Regions from separate parts of the Mus musculus genome. Here region 1 is linked to region 2. The links are chromatin contacts, called in public Hi-C maps. All regions are on one chromosome and are shown on one strand. The core of a region is the stretch at or near the end of the contact, and the rest is flanking DNA. Distances in the headings are between cores, read along the strand shown.

Region 1 (5,333 bases), core at 879-3,378, 89 kb before region 2:
CCGTATGTTCTACCATTCCTTGTACTCTTCTGGTTAAAAAGGATAAAGTAGAAGGATTGAACAAGGGCAAGTCCTCCCATTAGTATGTAGAGAAGGATGGTCTCGACCAATCACCTTATAGTGGAGGATAGCCTCACCCAATCACTACAGAGTGGAGGAAAACCTCAACCAATCACTTTATAGTGGGGGTTGGCCTTAACCAATCACCACGTAATGGAGGATAGCCTCAACCAATCACCATGTAGTGGAGGATGGCCCCTGACCAATCACCATGTAATGGAGGATGGCCCCGACCAATCACCATGTAGTGGAGGATGGCCCCGACCAATCACCATGTAGTGGAGGATGGCCCCGACCAATCACCATGTAGTGGAGGATGGCCCCGACCAATCACCATGTAGTGGAGGATGGCCCCGACCAATCACCATGTAGTGGAGGATGGCCTCGAACATGTGATGCTTATGCTTCTACCTCCCTAATGCTGGAATTTCAGGCACCACGCCTATTGTTTAGTCTACTGCCGAGCCACGCCCAGTCCCGTTCATAGTTCTAAGCTCAGGTTGCTTAGTATTCCCTGTCCAACGTGAACACTGTGTAAACAGTTGTTACACTGATTTAGGGAATAGCGATGAAGAGGTCCTCGTATGTTCGGAACAGTATGTTTTTTTTTTTTTAATTTTTTAATATTTTTTGATCCAGGGTCGGTGGAATACGTGGATGCTAATGTCTATGCTAATTAACAGCCCAAGAAGTTTAACTAGTGCTGTCAGGTGACTTGTTGAATTTTGAGCGTTTCAGACAATTTCTGGAATTTTAATTTTCAGTATGTGTGCTCCCTGCTCCAGGTCGAAGGGATAAGTGATGCTTTACGGAATTTGCGATGGCGCCGTCGAGAGAGGGATATATATGTTCTCACACTTGCCTTTTCCACAGGAACGTGTTAATTAGCAGAGAGGCCTCATTACACTCAGCAAGCAGGCTTTTTGCCGACCCAGATCTGGATTGTTTTATTTTATTTTTCTCTCCCAAATCCCCAATTGAGGAGAAGCATCTCGTTTTCTCCAGGGTCTGGGGATGAGGGAGGATGAAGCAATCTCCCGTTACAAACGCTCATGGTTTGTCACATAGTAAAGTTACGAAAAAACAAGGTTTGGGTAAAGATGTGGAAGTGGGTCTCTTGGCAGACTGCAGGGCTGTCTGGACAGATGCACTGGCTCCTGGTCCACAGCAGAGCAGCATCACAGAGAGCCTCAGCTCAAGAACGGCATGCTTCGTGATGGTGTGTGTGTGTGTGTGTGTGTGTGCCCGTGTGTGTGTGTGTGCCCGTGTGTGTGTGTGTGTGTGTGTGTGTGTGTGTGGCAGGAGCCCTGGATAGGCTTAGAAGGGAAACTGGCTTCCAGCTGTGCTCTGCCAATGTGCTGCAGTTTTATAGGACCAAGTGGGGAACATGGGAGACCTCGCGCTCCTCTCTTCGCTTCTGTGATGCCTCCTCAGGCCAAGACTAGCTGGAGCCCTTAGAGGCCTTGGATACACTGACTCATCAGGCTTCCAGGGTGGAGCAGGCTGGTGACAAGGGAGAATGACTTTTCAGGAGCACAGAGAAGCCACCAGCCCCATCTGCCTGTATGCAGTTTCGCCCTGGCTTCTTCGTTTCATACAACACAATCTTACTGCTGAGTAGCAGTGCTGAGTGTCTCAGCCTGAGGAGCGCAGGGAGTGGCCCAGGGAGCTGTAGGCCAACCCAATCCCCTTCCTGACAGCATTGCCAGACTGCCTTCATCTGTTTCCTCAGCCTATTTCCTTAAAGGTGGAGCCATCTCCAGACCAACTGCCTACATACAGCCCTTACACCTTTCCTCAGCCTTGAGGCTCTGCAGAGAGGGCAAAAGCCACTCTTCAGTAAACACAGAGGAGCATAGAAGAAGGGCGCGCAGCATCCCAGGAAGCCCCAGCCTGCCACCACCGAACCCTGGTTTCCCACCTCTGGGTCTTGTTTTGCTGTCTATGTTTCTTTTCTTCTCCTTCCCTCGCCCTTTGTTCTCTGTTTCCAAGGCTTCCTGACTGTGTGGTTTAATTACCCGTCTGCCCTTGCCTCTTCGAAATCGTCTGGAATGTTTCTGAGACATCCAGTGCTGACTCAACCCCATCAGGGAAATTCATGAGGATACGCTACCAAGGATCCGATTCCCTTAGTAACAGCTCTTCACTGTTTCATGTCTGGTTATTTTTATTTAAATCTGAGACCGAGGGAGTTAGCGTGGTGGGCCGAGGTCATGGAGGGCAGCTCAGACCAGTGACCTAGCCACAGATTCACATTCTTTAGGAGCTTTTGTCATTTGAGCTGACCTCCCTATTCAGGCAAGGGCTGATTGCTATTCCTCTTGGTTTTGGGGGGGGGGATAAGGAAGCGAGTTCCCACCCCCCACCCCTAGGGAGATTGTGGTTGAGTGAATTAGAGGCTCAATCACGGGCCCAGATGTGCCATCTTAACTCCCTGGAGCCTCCCATCACTTTCCTATAGTTTTGTGTTCCCACAGAAGACACTGGGACTTCAGGAGCTGGTCTGTCTCAGAACCAGTGTGACATGGGACAGCTGTATAAAGCACTGCCTCCTGAGGATTCACTCTGGGCAGATTTGGTTCTCAGAAATTCTCATTAAGCAGAAGAATGCAGAGGGCTCGCTGGGGATCTGTGTCCCTAGGCGGTGTTTTATGGAAGCTTGGGGGAAAGTTGCCATCCATAGACTTTTTATTATTATTATGACTCTGTCTTTATGGGGCTCCTCCCACTCTTCACCTTTCTCCTTTGTGTTTCTGGTTTGAGTAGGTGCTGCTGGCCTTTTCTGTGAGAGAGCCGTGTGCTAATATGTGCGGGGTACAGGAAGTGAGTGCAGAAGGCACTGAAACATAAATGCAAACTCACCTGCTCCCTGCCCGGAAAGTCTGCGCTCTCTCTCTCTCTCTCTCTCTCTCTCTCTCTCTCTCTCTCTCTCTCTCTCTCTCTCTCTCTCTATGTTGGATATTTTCATTAATCATTCTCGAGTTCTATTTTGAGACAGGATCTCTTGGTTGGACCAGGAGCTAACTAACCAGTTGGGTTAGTCTGTCTGCCCCATGAGCCTCCTGCCTCCATTTCTCCAACTCTGGTGCTACATAGGTGCACATTTCCCCAGCTTACTTGCTGGGTTCTGCGGGATAGAACCCAGGTCCTCATGCACAGCTAGCATTTTACCAACCCAGCCATCTCTTCAGACCACAACCATTATGCTTTTTAAAAGTCACAGTCTACTAATGTCAGACACTCATGCACAGTTAGCCCTGTGCCTGAGAGGGTGACATTTGTCTGTGGATCTCTTGCCTACTGCCGACTCCTGTTCTGTATCCTCTCCTGTTTATCCTTCACCTTCTGCTGAGATATCAGCTTTTTCTTGTGTGTTTTCTAGCTTCCCAGACTGTCCTAGAAGATGCCCCACTGCCTCTGTGTACCAATTCTTCCTTCCAGGCACTTCCACAAGATGGATCTTTCATTCCATTCTGTATAGAACAGGGAGATCAATAGATATCTTACATACACATATATGTCTTTGAATTGTATCACTTTCTCCAAAAGACACAGTTAAGGCACATATATAAAAACATGTATATATAAGACATATAAAATTTTTACAGCAGGATCCACGGTGGGATGCCAGTGTGAATGCATAGCTCGGATGAGTGAGCCCTGTTCAAATTGCTCTGTGTGCTGTGGCTGCTCCTCCCCTTGGTTTTCTTTGTGTAGTACAGGGTCTTGCAATGTATCCCTGGTTGGTCTGTAACTTACTGTGCATATCAGGTTGGCCTTGAACTCCCAGCAATCCCCCTGCCTCTGTTTTCCCAGTGCTGAGGTTACAGGTGCCATGACCACAGTTAGTCTACTTTCCCCACTCTGACAAGTAGCCAGGCTCAGAGATGTTTCCCAGCACAGAGCTTCAACACCTGCCTGGAATCATCCTGGAACCATAGAGGACTTTTAAGAATACCAAGTCTGGACCAACACCCATGGAGAAATCGCTCCATCTGGAACACAACCTGAGCCTGTGGAATTTTTAGAAGTCCCAGGTGGTTGATCATAATATGTGGCCAAGACTGAAATACCCCGTAAGAGGAGTTGTCTCTGGTTTGGAGATGGGAGCTGGGATAGTGAGGAGGGAGATGCTAAGAGACTCAGCCACCAGGTGTGTGAAATTAGAAAGACCACATTCTCTAAGAAATAGAGAAGTTCCCAGCATATTCATATTTTTTTTTATTTGAAGAGCAGCAGGGCTTCAATCTCTGTGCTAAGCACACCAGTGAGAACAATTCTGCCACCACAGCTGCCAAAGAGAAACCGTTGAGCAACTTCTTGCCCTGGACTTTAGGAATCTTAATGAGATACCGAGTACCTTGGATGAACACAGCGTTAAAACCTAGAGGAGATAAAGACAGATTCATAAGGAATGTTTCCTCCAGACTGTGACAATGGCGTATGCCACTTGACTTAAATGCTTAGAAGCCTGTGACTAAGGAAGGTCTCTTGAATGAAGTGGCTTGTGAGTTAAACACTGAAGAAATGGCGTGTTGTGACTGAGAATCGAGTGGAAGGCCATCTAGGTACGGCAGCAGCAAGGAACTGCAGAAGGGCAGGGGCCATTTGGAGAGCAGCATATGTGTGTGGCAGAATTTTCCCTATCCAGTCTATTTAAATATTAGTGCAGCAGGAGGCCTGTGACGGGGCAGGGAAAAGGGAGGTTGGGGGAGGGAGGCAGAAGCCACGATGAAGGCAGATGGGCAGGGAGAAGATCCTGATTCCACATGCTTTTAAATAGCCATAGGTAGTTATGAATATCATATAGGGATAGACTAATTGGGATAACTTGTCTGATCTAGGTGGGCAGCTTGTATTATTATCAACTGGCTCTGAAATTATCATGTGGGCATCTTGTGAATTGAAAATTTATTGATACATAAATATGACTTTTTAATTATAAGCTTCTAGAGTTTTGTTTCTACTGGGTTGCTGGGTGTTGTGGCGGCTGACTGCGGGGTAACTGGTTGCTGTGGGGGGACCAGCTAGAGACAGAGGCGGCAGGCACCTCGCAGAGCGTAACAGGGCAAGCGCAGGAACTTGTCCATTCACTTTAATATTTCCCACAACATATGTGTTCTCCTGCAAAAGGGACGTGTAGGACCATAGCTATGGAGCAGAGGCAGGAAAGGAGGTGTGGTGTGGAGTACAGAGGCATTAAGGTCAGGGCTACCGAGCTGGGGGTGACTCCTCAGGCGATGCAGGCTAACTACATGTGGGAATGCGGACGT
Region 2 (6,150 bases), core at 1,026-3,525:
ATGAAACGAGAAATGAAGAAGAATTCTGTGTCGAGTAGATGTGGCAGGGGAATTTAAGAAGTCAGAATGACATCATTGACTTGGAATTGGGTCAGAACCCTGAGACTAGACTGCGAAGGGCTACCATTTACTTACTGAGTAAACATAATATATCGCTTGGTAGAAAGGTATGTTTGTGTTTTGTGGATATTGCACATCAATCTTTTATGCAATATATATATATATTCCTAAGAATAATTTTTACCCAGAAAATGGATATTTGTTGTTCAAAATTGTGTATTACATTATAAACATACACCCACTTCATTCCGTGTGTTTCTAAGCTGGCCTCTGTATTTTGCTGTTCCCACATCAATAAGCCAAGCCTGGTGTCTGAGGTGCTGCCGTTGCTCTCTGAACATTTCCACAAAACAATACTGTTTTGAACAAACCGTATCCTTTCTATTTCTCCTAAGTTACCACCCATCTCTCTACACAAATGCCTATATAAAGAAGACTTGATCTAGACATTCAATTTTTTTTGTTGCTATTGAGATGAAAGGGACTTTATAATGGTTTTTATTTTAAACAACTATTTTATTGGTGCACATTATGTAACAAATGTTTTAGTATGACATTTTTATATATGTATATAATGTGGTTTGATCATATTCACCCTCCTCTATGAACGCTTCTTGACTTATTTTTAAATTAAGATGTCATGAAATACTAGTGTAGAACATTTAGAAAAGGCAACAAAGAGCTTTCATGCTTAGGACAGCAACGTCATGAGTAGTGAGCAGGACAGGTCTCGATTCTCATCCAGAGACCATGATAAAGCCCCAAACAAAATAAACATAGAGCACGCTGTATTCTGAAATGCACACACACACACACACACACACACACACTATACGTATACACAATATGCAGATACTTGTACATATATGTGTGTAACAACAATGATAAAAGAGGCCATGCGCATGAGGGAGGATAAAGAGAGGGACATGGGAGGGTTTAAAGGGAAGACAGGGAAGGGGAAAATAATATAATTATTTAGTACCAAAAATGAATTAATTAAAACTAATGAACGGGACAGACAGTTGACATTTTATGTCCATGTAACTTGGAAGAATAAGGCCATCAGTGAAACTCAACATACATGAAGTCCCCACCCCTACCTCCTCAGACAGCTGAACATGCATTTCTGTTTCCTTGACTTCTACAGGCATTGAGCTCATAGCTGAGTGAGATCATATCAGATTCCAGGTTCTAAAAAGGCCACCAGGTGTTCCCAACCCTTCTCATTCAAGGTGTGAAGTGAGTTGGCACAGGGCTTATTAGGGCACTGGAGAAGGTGCACGTGAGTCCGTCTACATAGGGAAAGGTAGCCAGCAGTGTGCCTGAGCTTGGTCATGGTGGCATATGCATACATTCCATAGTAAATAGATGCTAAGAAAAAGGACTAATAGGCTATAGATCTGTGCACAAAAGAAATGTGTAGTCTGTTTCCAAAGAGAGGAGGAGGTCAACTTCTACCCATAGCCTTTCCCTGGCATAGCTTCAGTCATCCATTCCTCAACACAGGACTGTCCATAGACCAAAGAGTTCCAATCTGTGAGTGTCTTAACGGCAGACAGCTATCTGTTGCCAGTTGTTTCATCTTTAGACCACCATCAAGTAAACTAGTCAAATGTAGAACACAATAAAACTGTTGGTTCTGCCTGGAGTGTTAGCGTCTCTGTCATATTCTCTGGGAGGAGAACAGGAAGGATGGATATCTCTTTTTTGTGCATGCTGGAACACGGGATAAACATGACTAACCTCTGCCTTTGCCGGTCTCCCCACCAGACCCAGGGAACCACTGTGGAGGTCTTAGGGACAGTGGCAAGTGGCCATGAGAAACCACAGTGTTGGCTGCACAGCTTCAATTTCAAATGACAGTGATAGATCCACTCTCACCAGTGATGCAGTTGTAGGGTGACATCGGAGCCGGTAGCTGAACCTCTTCATTTCCTACCAGTATCTTGTTAATATCACCTCAACTCTCAACTGCCTGATGCAGTTTTAAAGCTTGCTACAAGGCTTTTAAATCTCAGAGATGCCTTGCAGGCTTTCTTCTTAGACAAGGGACAGTACTCTGTAAAACTCTGGCTTTACACAAGTAAAGAGACCGTGGGAAAGGAGGAATTCTTTTTGGGCTAAGAGCCAGAACTCTTCAACAGTAACTCTGGCTTGGGGCTGGTGCGCTCCCACAAGGCCATGTGTGTTTGAGATGTCTCACGTCTGACTGACCGCTGTGAGTAACCTATTTATTATTTTGACATTGCAACGAAACCACAAGGGGAGAGGCATTTTCCCTGCTTCTGTCTGGCTCGGTTAACCACGTTCTCGGGGTAGAAAAGACAAATTGATTGAAAGCAGAGGCACAGGGGTACAAGAACCTTCTATCCGATCTTCACAGCAATCTCTCTAGCTGTGACTGACTTCCCTTTTAATCAATTAATGCTTGTGCTAAAGGTCACTGTAGGATAATTGAATGTCAAAGTCAGTAGAGGGTTAATTGTAGAACAAGGGTTAGGTAAGTGGATGGCACGTTAAATATTTATATCTGGAAATGGAAATCATGCTTCCATCCTCTGATCTAGTCTTTTAAACCTTTTCTTCCAGTTTGCTTTCTGTTGCTATGTTAAACGCCCCAAAGCAACTGGAATGAAAAGGGTTATTTCATCTATCTTCTAGCTTACAGCCCATTATCAAAGGGAGCCAAAGCAGAAACTCAGCAGGTACCTGGAGCAGAAACTGAAACACAGACCAACTGTGGAGGGCTGCTGTGTACTGGTTTGCTTCCCTTGGCTTGCTCCTCTATCTTTCTTACATAGCCCAGCCCATCTACCCAGGGATGGTATTGACAGAGTGGGGCTGGGCCCTCCTCCATCAATCAAGAAGGTACCTCACAGGACAAAACGGTGGAGGCAAGTCCTCAACTGAGATCGCCTCTTCCTAGGTATGTCTAGGTTTCTGCTGTGTTGATAAAAACTAACGAGTACTCTTTCATGTAGTAATAGGGAAAGATTCCCATTAATGTAACCACTCGTCCACACCCTCAAAACTCAGGTGACATGCTCTTCCTCTCCTAAACAGGGGAAGGTACGCTCTGAGTCTTACTTTAGAGGTCTTTAAGATACAGTGTTGAGAGAGTTAGGGAGACATCATGGGAAAGAAAGGCAATACTTGGCTAGTAACTGGCACTTGGACATTATTCTCATTTCCCTTTTTATACATTGTTCTAGCAGCTACATGGCTAGGCAGAGAGGAGGGCAACTTTAATTACCCATACTTGGAATATTATAAAGTATGTTTTAGTATTATTCTCAATCTCTTCATAATTACTCATCTTTTGCTTTATCTTTCTTATACACACAGATTTTAATAACATGGCGAGAACAAAGGAGAGTAAATGTTATTAAATCTTATTTTACCTTCACAGGGAACAGCTTCTGCTAGCCTATTAAAAAGCAGCTTTTCCCCCCTTTACCTCTGAGCTTCTTTCAGAGTTATCTCTGAACCATGGTCTTCTTTACAGTCTCCACAGCCAGGCTGAGTTAGACACGTTAGGACTCGGAGGGTTAGAATCTAGTGTCTGTCTGTGGTAATCACAGTGCAGAACCTGACCAATGAGTGACGAGTGAATAGCAAAATACAGTGTTGGGGTGTGAGAGAGATACTGTTTCACCTTTTAATAAGAGGAAATGCTGACCTGTTAGCACAGTGTGGTTAAGCTGAAAGAATATTTTCCTGGGTGGAATTAGACAGTAAGGACAAAGTCTGTATAATCCCACATGTGTGATTCTGAGAAATATAAAGTAAAGGGACAGGGTGGCACACACCTGAAATTCCAGTGTTTAGGAGGTTGATGAAGAAGGATGGAGAATTCAAAGTTGACCTGGGCTACATAGTAAAACTCTAACTCAAAACAGAAAGAAAGTAGAAGGAAAAGGAGGAGGAGAAGGAGAAGGAGGAGGAAGAGGAGGAGGAAGAGGAGGGGGAGGAGGAAGAGGAGGAGGAGGAAGAAGAGAAAGAAATGGAAGAGGAGGAAGAGAAGGAGGGAGAGGAGGAAGATGGGGAAGAGGAGGAGGGAGAGAGAATAAAATAAAGTAAAAAGAATTATAATGCACAGACTCAGAGGAAACAGGTCCAGACAAGGGGACAATGAGTAGAGACTTTCTGTGCAATTCTGCTTTCTATGATGAAAAGCCTGAGCCCAGACTTTCTCTTTCCTCACCCAAGATGTTAATAAGAGCCCAGAAGCTCCTGCGGATACTTATGGGGGTTGCCATGAACTCTAGCACACTTCTCCTTACATAACACTGTAGTGCCAGCTTCGTAGAACCACAAATTATTAAACTGGTAAACACTTCAAAATAGACTAAAAGACTTAAGCAGAAAGAAGATAAGCATCCTGTTAAGTAAAATGCTATCAGCATGTAAGTCCTCCACGCTAGAACTCTGACTATCCCATCACCACGGGAGCCACATACCTACTCAATAGTTATTTCCCATGTGTATGTATGCTGTGTGTCCCAGAGAGACAGTGTGTCACCGTTCAGGTACATGCTGATTGCCTAAGCACATCCCGGTATCTAATTCCCCATGCTGGTTGAAAGTTTAGGTCTGGGCTTGCAGCTGTCTATTGACGAGACACAGAATGTACACATTTTGTTTCTTGTTGCTGTGATGGAACATCCTGACAAAATCAACTTGGAGGGAGGCTTTATTTTAGTCCATGATTCTAGGTTACAGTGCATCACTGTGGAAGTCAGGCATCAGGAAGCTGAAGCAACTGGTCACATCCACAGTGAAGAGCAGAGGAAAGAGATGCAGACAGGCTTGTACTCAGCTTAATTACCCCCTTCCATACAGTTCAGGAGCCAAACCAAGGGAGAGGTGCTACCTCCTTTTATACTGAGTCTTCCTGTATCAATTCATGTAATCAAGTCTACCCTATCCAGCCATGCCCACAGACCACCACAATCTCAACTGTCTCTGGCTGAGCATCAGGTGATTCTAGATTGTTTTACATTAACAAAATCCATCAACACAGGGGATTCTGAGAAATTTACAGTTGAGAACTTGTTGCAATTCAATGTGATGCCCAGAGCAGCAACAGTTATATTACAACCATGAGCACAAAACGCCTGGGAACGTCAGAAGAGAAAGGTGATGAGCTTATATCTCGATGCTATCATGGAGCCTCTGAAGGTATTGATCTTGAGGTTAGCAATTTTCATGTTACATGGAATTATTACTGCAGCTAAAAGAATCCCAACAGACACTGAATGGATGCTTCAGTGCTAAAGATCTCAATCCTTTTCAATCTTTGGCACAAAGCTGGTGGTCATCCATAAATGTTTTCTGAATGAGTGAAAGTACTTCTACACTAATAAAGTTAGCAATATAGACAAAGAGAGGATGGATGCTTCCAAATCTTTAGGGAAGCCACAAAAGATACTGAACAAGTAGGAAAGATGATGCTGTATTTAAACCTGCAGCTTCTCACATCCTCCTCCACTCATTAAAACCCAAGGAAACTCTCCTTTCAGGGTAGATTATGGTACATGAGGTAGACGTTGGCATTTCAACTTTAAGCCCTTATGCTTCCGTGAAACTATTTTCTTCTGATGAATGAAACAGAGGCATTGCCCAAAGACCACTTGTGTAATAAAGTCCACAAAATAAATGCCAATTATTTCTATTTTGTGGAAAATATTTGTCTACCCTAATGGGTTGTACATTAGCCAGAAAAAAAAATGCAATCAGTCCGTAGGGGGCTCACCAGTGTCAGCCATTATTGGCTGTGCATAAAGACATATTTTGGAAAAACAAATATTTGTCAAACTGTCAACAAAATATATTCTAATAATAGTGGTGGCTTGTATATGCTCTCCAACATTAATCTCGGTGAATAACATTTTAAATATTTCTGTCTTTTATAGAAGATTTTAGCATTTCTCTTTACTTTTTGGACAGTCTCATGGAGCCCAGGCTCGCCCCAAATTTGCTATGTGGCATATGATAAATTCCTTATCCTCCTGTCCCCACCTTCCAAGCATTGGGCATGCACTGCAATGGTTGGCTATTTATCTCTACCCTCCTAAGAAAGCATCAGCG

Evidence for each region. A called contact is a pair of places that touch in the nucleus more often than the background predicts.
Region 1: a Hi-C map of myocytes shows a contact between it and region 2, with 2.3 times the contacts expected there. The contact joins two enhancer-like sites. A contact is called at or near these places in 4 of 484 Hi-C or Micro-C datasets (cerebral cortex, embryonic stem cells, myocytes and 1 more), 1 of 115 datasets of contacts at active chromatin or transcription factors (embryonic stem cells) and 1 of 9 other capture datasets (embryonic stem cells).

What each region holds. Positions count from the first base shown.
Region 1 is chr14:117,927,541-117,932,873 of GRCm38.p6, reverse strand. All of the region lies in intron 6 of Gpc6 (glypican 6), which reads right to left. Among named protein-coding and RNA genes, the nearest start is that of Gm52110, 20 kb to the right of the region's middle. Within about 2 kb of position 2,128, at least 140 of the 459 cell types and tissues checked have an H3K27ac peak or open chromatin away from gene starts, as enhancers often do. A contact at or near this core is called in myocytes, where this site is marked.
Region 2 is chr14:117,838,101-117,844,250 of GRCm38.p6, reverse strand. All of the region lies in intron 4 of Gpc6 (glypican 6), which reads right to left. Among named protein-coding and RNA genes, the nearest start is that of Gm52111, 59 kb to the right of the region's middle. Within about 2 kb of position 2,275, at least 20 of the 459 cell types and tissues checked have an H3K27ac peak or open chromatin away from gene starts, as enhancers often do. A contact at or near this core is called in myocytes, where this site is marked.